Linked DNA regions of Sus scrofa: all the other regions are linked to region 2. Evidence: chromatin contacts called from public Hi-C data. All regions are on one chromosome and are shown on one strand. The core of a region is the stretch at or near the end of the contact, and the rest is flanking DNA. Distances in the headings are between cores, read along the strand shown. Region 1 holds the start of ZNF774 (zinc finger protein 774). Region 2 holds the start of IQGAP1 (ras GTPase-activating-like protein IQGAP1). Region 3 overlaps IQGAP1 (ras GTPase-activating-like protein IQGAP1).

Evidence for each region. A called contact is a pair of places that touch in the nucleus more often than the background predicts.
Region 1: a contact with region 2 is called in a Hi-C map of embryonic fibroblasts, with 3 times the contacts expected there. The contact joins the promoter of ZNF774 here to the promoter of IQGAP1 in region 2. A contact is called at or near these places in 13 of 47 Hi-C or Micro-C datasets (alveolar macrophages, blood, embryonic fibroblasts and 7 more) and 2 of 2 datasets of contacts at active chromatin or transcription factors (alveolar macrophages and skeletal muscle).
Region 3: a contact with region 2 is called in a Hi-C map of embryonic fibroblasts, with 2.3 times the contacts expected there. The contact joins the enhancer-like site here to the promoter of IQGAP1 in region 2. A contact is called at or near these places in 5 of 47 Hi-C or Micro-C datasets (blood, embryonic fibroblasts, fetal heart ventricle and 2 more) and 1 of 2 datasets of contacts at active chromatin or transcription factors (alveolar macrophages).

What each region holds. Positions count from the first base shown.
Region 1 is chr7:52,984,265-52,986,964 of Sscrofa11.1, reverse strand. ZNF774 (zinc finger protein 774) reads right to left here and starts at 1,296. Exons shown (of 4, transcript XM_021098908.1): 1 at 1,133-1,296.
Region 2 is chr7:53,019,125-53,021,824 of Sscrofa11.1, reverse strand. It overlaps IQGAP1 (ras GTPase-activating-like protein IQGAP1), which reads right to left and starts at 1,346. Exons shown (of 38, transcript XM_021098910.1): 1 at 1,140-1,346. The coding sequence starts at 1,194.
Region 3 is chr7:53,080,784-53,083,483 of Sscrofa11.1, reverse strand. It overlaps IQGAP1 (ras GTPase-activating-like protein IQGAP1), which reads right to left. Exons shown (of 38, transcript XM_021098910.1): 10 at 1,013-1,176; 11 at 133-217. Among named protein-coding and RNA genes, the nearest start is that of IQGAP1, 62 kb to the right of the region's middle. Within about 2 kb of position 1,368, at least 10 of the 83 cell types and tissues checked have an H3K27ac peak or open chromatin away from gene starts, as enhancers often do. A contact at or near this core is called in embryonic fibroblasts, where this site is marked.

The sequences.
Region 1 (2,700 bases), core at 47-2,546, 35 kb after region 2:
TTTAAAATGAAAAAAACAATATGGACAAGCTGTAAAATTAAGTGAAATTCAATGAGGATAAGGACAAAACAAAATACTTGGGGGCTAAAAACAACCATTAACACACTAATAAAATGATCATAAGTATTATGAAAAAATTATTTGGGGGGAGATGGTCAGGTTACTGGACAAATCAGTAATTTATTGAGTAGCTAATATGTTGTAAGATTAGGGGTGACAAAGACATGTGATAATACTTGTTTGTTTTCCCACTTAAAAAAGAGTTTCCAATAGAAACAAATACAAGTCATCCAGCTGAACCTGCTACAAAGAATTCTGCATTTCAGTGGAGGATGGACCAGAATGGTATGAAGAAGTTTCACATCTTTGTCTCACCAAAGAACCTGGCTACTACTCGGGTACACACAAAACCACTTTTCATGGAAACATTTATGCATTTATTATTGGTCACTTATCAAGTACTGGATTTTTAACAACCTAAAAACCTTAGGTAATACCTTTCATCTCTCTGGCTTAAAACCTTAACAAATTAAAATAAAGTCATTAGGAAGTGAAAACTGTTATGAGTTTTGAAATTTTATTTCTATATCCATTATAAAACCCAACAGAAGGGCCCACCTGCAGGAGACAGCAGGATTGAGCGGGTGAGAGTTCTTAGCCAGAGCTAGAGAAACCCGATTTCCCACCCAGTCTCTTGCCCCTGCCCCCTTTTGAGAGTGACCTCAAGGACCTAGAGCTCGGAGGTGCGGTGACTAAGTGCCATTGTGAGAAGCACCAGTTTGTTCACTGGGTTTATTAATAGGAACATGACCACATGGGTAGGGCTGACACCCATTCTCCTCCCTCCGTGCTGCAGGCCCCAATCTGGGTGCAGCGGTCAGAGGGTCGCAAAACTAAGCTGAAACCAGGGGACCAGCCACAAGGAGCAAAAAATTAAGAGTATGAGCTCTCCAGATGCAGGCGGAGAAAACCGCGGCTACCTCTCCCCAGTCCTCAGCAAGACCCGCGGGCTCCGAAAGGCAACCGGGGGGATCCCGCAGGGGCGTTGGCGGGGCGGCGGGCAAGCCCTATCCACGTCCCTCAGCATCGCACGAGCGGCAGCCGCAGTGATCTCCTTCCCCGGCTCACTCACCACCCAGAGACCCAGCCGAGGATGGAGCACGAAGGGAGGGTCCTCCACCGCCAAGCCAAACTGGTCAGCAACGCCGTGGCGGTGCCGCCCAGAACCCGACCGGGACTCGTGACAGGGCTGTGGGGACACAGGTGGGACTCTGGGCTGGACAGCCAGCAGCCGGAAAACACCGCCCCTGTCCTTTTTCCATTGGCTTCTCGGTTTCTGGGACGAGAGGTATTCCTCGTCCATAGGCTGTTAGAGCTGTCAATCACAGCTGAGTCTTTTGGGAGACGTAGTCCCAAAGAACTGCGAGTACCGGGACGCCCAATTCCCTGCGGTGACAAGTGTTAACACCCAGTTCCCGAGCTGCCCGGCCGCTGGAACCGCCTCTTCAGAGCTAAGAAGGGGATCCAAAGACCGTACATCCAGAGAGGGATCTGAGATTCGAACCTCCGGGCCTCACCTGACTATCGCAGAGCAGCCTTGTACCAATTTCTGCATCGCCCGCGCTCTGGCACCTAGACCTTCCAGAGCGCGGAGCAGCTCGTCGATTCGGCCTTGCTGTGCAGCCTCCTCCGCCGGGTCCCTCTCTCCCCCTACCCCGCGGCGGCCATGGCCTGAATGGTGTCTGCCTCTTTACAAGTTCCAGGCCAACTCGGACTGGGCATAACAAACCCCATCAGGAACCGTTAGTGGAAAACAGACCATCAGCTTCCTTCTCTTAGCACAGTTGCCAGGCATATCCCCTTTCCATTGGTCAGTACACCTGTTAATGGCCAGAGGAGGCCAGCGAGAGTGTCAAGTATTCTAGGAAATGTGGTATTAGGTTCCAAACTGTGGAGACTCCTGGATCTCACCTGAGAGCCCGTATTCACTTTGAGGGGGTGGGGGATGTCTAGCCAATAATGGAAGACTTTCCTTACCATCAAAAAAATATGCCTGTCTACTCTGTTGATTTACTGCAATTTAAAAAAGGAAAGTATATTTTGTGATGGACTGTAAAAAGCTTAGAATTACCAGCCAATGGGCTAATGCGGAAGACTCTGATGCTAATTCAACCATTTCTTCAACAAACATGTATGGTGCATCTTCTAACGAATTTTCATCAGTAATGTTCTGTACTCAAGACTGTTCTGGCACTGTGGTTACCCACATGAATTCCACATGATTCTTGCTTTCATGACGTTCACAGTCCAACAGAGGAGATAATCTACAAAAGACTAAAATACGAAGTAATATTTTGTCTTTTCTCCTTTTGCTCATATAACCAGGGGCATCTTGGTTAGCATTTACTACATAATTTAGACATCTGCAAGATAACCACAACAGCAGTTTGGGGAATTCTGTCTCCTATAGACTAATATCTGGTTTTGCTTAGCAGGAAGAGCAAGGAACATCCAGAAAAGCTTGAGGTTTCCAGGCCTCATGTGACCAGAACATAGTTTAGCAGGCCCTAGGGAGTCAAAGGCATCTCAAGTCCTCTTAGGAGTCTTTCCGGTGTTCTGCCATGGGTGGGAGTTCTGTAGCTCTTCAACCAATAAGCAGGAAGAGTGGAGGGAGGATGAATGAAGAATCACAGAATTTGG
Region 2 (2,700 bases), core at 97-2,596:
CAAATTCCTGGGGTTGGCATTCAATGCCTGTCCCAGTTTAGCCGGACTGCTTTGGGAAACTCCTCTCCCTCCCCTCCCCCTACCACTGTGCACTCCACACCGCTCAGTTCCCAACCCGCACAGGGCTCTTCTGCTCGTCAATACCTTAGTTCACACTCTTCCTCTTCAGGTCACGTCTCAGGCCCCACCCTGCCCTGTCAAAACGCACAGCATCCTGCAGGGCTCTGTTCAAAAGTCCTCTCTGGGTTCCTCCTGCCTTCCCCAGGCCCCTCCCCCACCCCCACCTTATAGTGTAAGTCCAGCTGGTGCAGGGCATCTCTATCACTCCTTATTATCATTAGATAGTACACCTGCCTGTCTCTCTGATAAAAACATTCTTTCAAGGCAGGGTCTGGTCTTACTCATCTTTGTCACCAACGTGACACAATACCTCGTCGTATATAACTGTTGAGTGAAAGTATCTGAAAACACAACATTATTCATAGAATATAAAATAAAATCGAAAACCTCCAGACTCCAAAGGCCTCTCCTTTGCCCAGTGGTAACTAATCCGCCCGCAGTTCAGTGGGACAGGTACAGAAAATGAGGTTCGGAAAATGAGGAAGTCGGAGGTTTGGGGTTTTTTCCCCTCCACTTTTGAAATCCTGCAGAGGGATCCCGAGAAAGCTGAAGTGACCTGCCCAAGACCGCACCTTTCAGCTAGCCTGGGGCCGGGCAGGTCTGGACCCTGAGTCTACCTCGCAGGCAGCACTCGGGCAGCACCTTCTCACTACGCCCGTGCAGAGCCCGCGTCTCCGGTCCCTGGGACACGCCCTGCCCCGTCCTCCTGCCACCTCACCCTAGGCCGTCTCCCCAATCTTGGCCAAGCTGAGTAGCGGGAGGCGCTGGGTGGGGCCCTCCAGCCGCAGCGCCCGGGAGAAGGCGGGGAGGTCGCCTGGGTCCCCCCCGCCGCCGCCTCGGAGACCGAGGGGGCGCGGGTTAGGGTCCTTGCCGTCCGCCACCCCGCGACACCGGCTCTTCCGGGTACGCGCGGCCCACAGCCACCCTGCCCCACCCGCCCAGCGAGCCCCCGGGTAAACGGCGCCTCGGAAGCAGCGAGCCCGGCCCCGAGACCCCCGCGCTGCGGAGCCCGCACTCACAGCCATAGTGTGGCCGAGCCACGCCCAGTCCGTCAACTTCGTCCGTGGCGGACATGGCGGCCGAGCCCGGGTCTCTGCTCAGGAAGCAGCAAAACCTTGGAGGCGAGGGCGGCGGCGGCTGCTGCTCCTGCACAGTGCGCGGGCTGCCCTGGTCCCGCAGGCCCCGCCCCACGCCACCGGCCCCACCCGAAGGCCACGCCCCACACCGCCGGCCCCACCCGCAGGCCCCGCCCCAGCGGCCCCGCCTTGCCGCGCTGACCAGAGTGAGCGAAAGGAGGCGGGGCCTGACCCTCCCAACGCCTCCACTAGCCCCCGCCCTGCGCCCGCTACGCCCTCAAGAGGCGGAAGGAAGAAGGTGGAGCCTGCCCGCCAATCTTGCTGTCAGCTCCGCTCCACTGACAAGGCCCCGACCCGTTCTGGATCCCTGCCCTCGCCGGCCGCCGCCCCAACCGCACCTCCTACAAAAAGGCCACCAGTGTCGGTAGCTTGAAATAAAAAATGTGGGCACCCTCCTTCTCCTGCTTGCCTAGCCAAACTCTTCTGCACCCGAGTGCTCAGGGAAGGCCTCCTTTGAAGTGGCTCAGCGTGTTGTTGTGAACAGAGGCAAGACCCAAACTGCCTTAAGGGGCTGCACAGTCTGGCAGTCTGACTCAGTCTTCTCCCAGATTCGCCAGCAGTCGCCAGATTTGAACTGCTTAACTCCCCTAAGTATTTGAGAAGTGGATGCTAGAGCAGGAGAATTGTCCAGACTTCCTTCCCTTAGTTTCCTTGCCACTATTCTTTGCAAGTTCTTTTTAGGGCACTCTTTGCCTCTTTTAGGGATGCCTCTTCCCTTGCAACTTGTGGCCTGCCCTGAAAATATTGGAATTCAACGGAATTTTGTGCTCAGCCCTCTTCTGTTTTTTCTTTGCCCGCTTTATCCACGCTCACCTTAAAATGCTAAGGAACTCTAAATGTAATTCTCAGACCAGACTTTCTAGAAGCCCTGGCTCATCGTTTTCCGCTGTGTAATGGACATTTTAACCTGTGAAGCCCACGAACATTTTAAACGTGTCAAACACTGACCCTCCTCCTGTTAAAATCTGTTAATGGTGCTCAGTTCTCAGTCGAAACTTCGCGCTTGGTTCACGCCCTACAGGCAATCGGTATTTTTTTCTGAAGTGTCTTGATTTTGTCTCCATCACTACTGTGATTACATTGTTTAGATTGTCATCACCTCTGTTTTCCCTCATGCCAACCAACTCCCTGTTCTTTCTAAAGTGCAAACACGGCCGTGTTCCTCCATTTTATAGTCTTTTGCTAATACTCCCTTCAGGATGTGGTCCAACTTCCTTAGCATGCCAAATAAGCTACTTCACAACCTGGCCCCGGGCTTTTTGCTCAAGCAATTTTTAGTTTATCCACTCTTCCTTCAAAATATTAAAGTGAGATACTTGAAAACCTATGAAAACAAAATACCCTCATTGAAAAACAGGCAAAAGTTTATTACAAAATCAGAAATTAGTGCTTAAGCTCTTAAGTTTACCATACAAATTTTATTCTGTTTATAAGTCATATTGCC
Region 3 (2,700 bases), core at 119-2,618, 62 kb before region 2:
AAAGGTACCTGGCTAATAGGCTTGGGTGGGATGAGGAGTGACAGAATGGGACCTCAGATCCCTCAATGACATCAAGCCACTCTTCCTCCCCTACTCAGTATTTCAGGGGACACCAGCTGAGAGGACTCTTACTTCTCTGATACTGCTGGGCAGCAATGTTTCCAGCATCCACTCCGGACTGTAGCTCCTCTTTTTGCAGGGGCTCGGCCTGGCCGCTCTGAGAAAAGCAAAAGACATTTAGGTAAAGATGACTCCTGCCCATGTGCCTCCAGACCTCACAGTGCTCGCTTCTCAGGAGCAGTCACTAGCGACAGAGAGCCACAGGCACAGCGATGGCTTCAGGCGATAGGCAGCCAAAGCGGCAGCCCGAGCTGGAGCCAAATGCCTGTGTCAGATCTGGGGTAGAGTGACTCTCCAGGTACCAGCACATTTTAAAAAATATTTTGTAAAAAGCATCAAAATGTTCTGAGATAAAATGTTTATAAGAAACATCAGCACATTAATGCTGCTTATTCTGGCCAATGCTAGCAATCTGTAAGATGTATACTTGTCCTTATTTAGAAAATGACCAAAAAAAAAAAAAAAAAAAAAAAAACACAGAGTACAATCCCACACAGTCTACTCTTACTGCACATTAAGTACTTTCTCAGTGTCGGCCTGAAGACACTAGTGAGGAAGTTTGTTTTTTTAAGTGGAAATTCCTGAAGTAAGAATGTAAAAATTCAGGTTTTCCCTAACGGCTTTTAGTTAGCAATTCAAGGGACCTCAAGTGAAGGGGTGGTCAGATTCAGAGGGTAGACAATACTCATTTTAAAAGAGAATTTACAACTCTAAAAACAAAAGAGCTGAAGTCAATGTATACTTTACCTGAGGATGTTAAACAACCTCATGTATATGCAGGGGAAAAAGTTAATCTAGGGGGAAAAAGCCCCGTAAAGATTTACACAGTAGCATGCGATGATTCAAACGGATATACATAAACCTTTGCAGGTGCAATGCAGGATACTTTTACCTCTCTCTTCTGCTGTCTGTCACTCAGGAGCTGCTTGAGGTACCAGTCACTGTTCTGCTGCTGCAGTCCTCGAAGGCCCAGAGCTGGGGACTGCAGAATTTTGAACAAGGCCAGTGCAGACCCCTGCTCCAAAGCCTGGTCTACATTTGCTAATGCAGCAATCACTAAGGAGGAAAAAAATCAAAAGCTTAAGAAAAAAACATGCTAATCTTTTAGCCTAGAATGTTTTTTCTTCCCCCAAACCAATCTCAGTTCTAGATTGGGGAAATATAATTCAGACAGCCTTTACTCTGGAGTGTTACAGAAGCATAAGACCTTGGGGTTGGAAGAGAACCTTGACGTCATCAAGTCCAGGGGTTCCCAGGGTGTTCAGATTTTAACAGGTTCTTGGACCACATCCCAGGCCTACTTAAAAGCTCCTAGATGCAGACAGTTTGGCACCAACACGGGTAGCAACATACAAGACACCAATGATACATGGGTAAATTCCTTCTAAAATGCCAAGTCATTGTCCAGGCTAAACCATTACACAGGAGAAGGTATTTCCCACAGCAACTCACTACATCTTTGGACAATTTTGTTTCCAAAATAAATATTGTTAAAGCTCTCACCCTTAGAGTTGCTACCTGAATACACCCAACTCCCCCTTTCCCTGTGACAGTCTACTCCTGACTAGAGAGCCCTAGTTCCTTCAGCTATTTCTTATACAGCATCATTCTGAATCCCTTCACTATCCTGGCACCTCCTGAACACCCTCTGCCCAAGGCAGTCCGTGCCCAGACAGCAAGGCTGGTCTGATCACGTAGAGTGGAAAGGGCTCTCTATGCCCCCTCAGTATTCTCCACTTCTAGTCACAGGACCTGAGGTCACACAAGGTCTCTTAATACATCATCTGACAGTAAAAATGCATACTTTCCTTCATCTGAAAATGATAATAATGATAACTTCCTCATAGGGTTGTTAAGATTAAACGAAATCATAGACATGAAAACACTCTGTATATTGTAAAATAACATACTGCTAAAGTTCTTCTCATTTCAGAAATGACAGCCACTGGAAAGTCATAATTATTGCTATTATTTTCAGTTTCTATTTTTAGAAGAGAAAATAATAGTTCTCCCTCCCACACTCCACCCAGGGATCAGCACCTGATTTTATCACCAAAGTAGCAAAACAAATCAATAACAGAATACTAAAAAAACCAAACTATTTGGGACACAGTAGTACAAATCAATTTAAAACGTTTTCATTGGTTAAAAAAATGAAGGAAGGGAGGGAGGAAGATGGATGGATTAATGTAAACTGTTAGAAAGAAAACAAAATATCCCAAGAGAAAATGAAGTGTCAAACTAGACAATGGGGAAGAGTAGAACAATAAATAACACCAAGAAGTAAAAGGATACAAAGATTAGATTTCTAAGAGACTATTCTCTTCTTCCCGACATTCTCCCCTATCATTTTACTCACTGATCACCACACGAAGGTGGTGAGCAGCTCCTTGAATCATGGCTGCAGGCTTCTGTGGCCATCAGCCAACTAACCAAGCATTTTTCAACATGGACCACACACCTGCTGCAGATGGAACTGTGTACAAAACAGACAGGTTTTCTCCCTCCTCAGGGAGCTTTTGTACTAGTGGAGGACAGAAAATAAATGCAATATTGATAATATCCAGGCTTCCTCCAGGT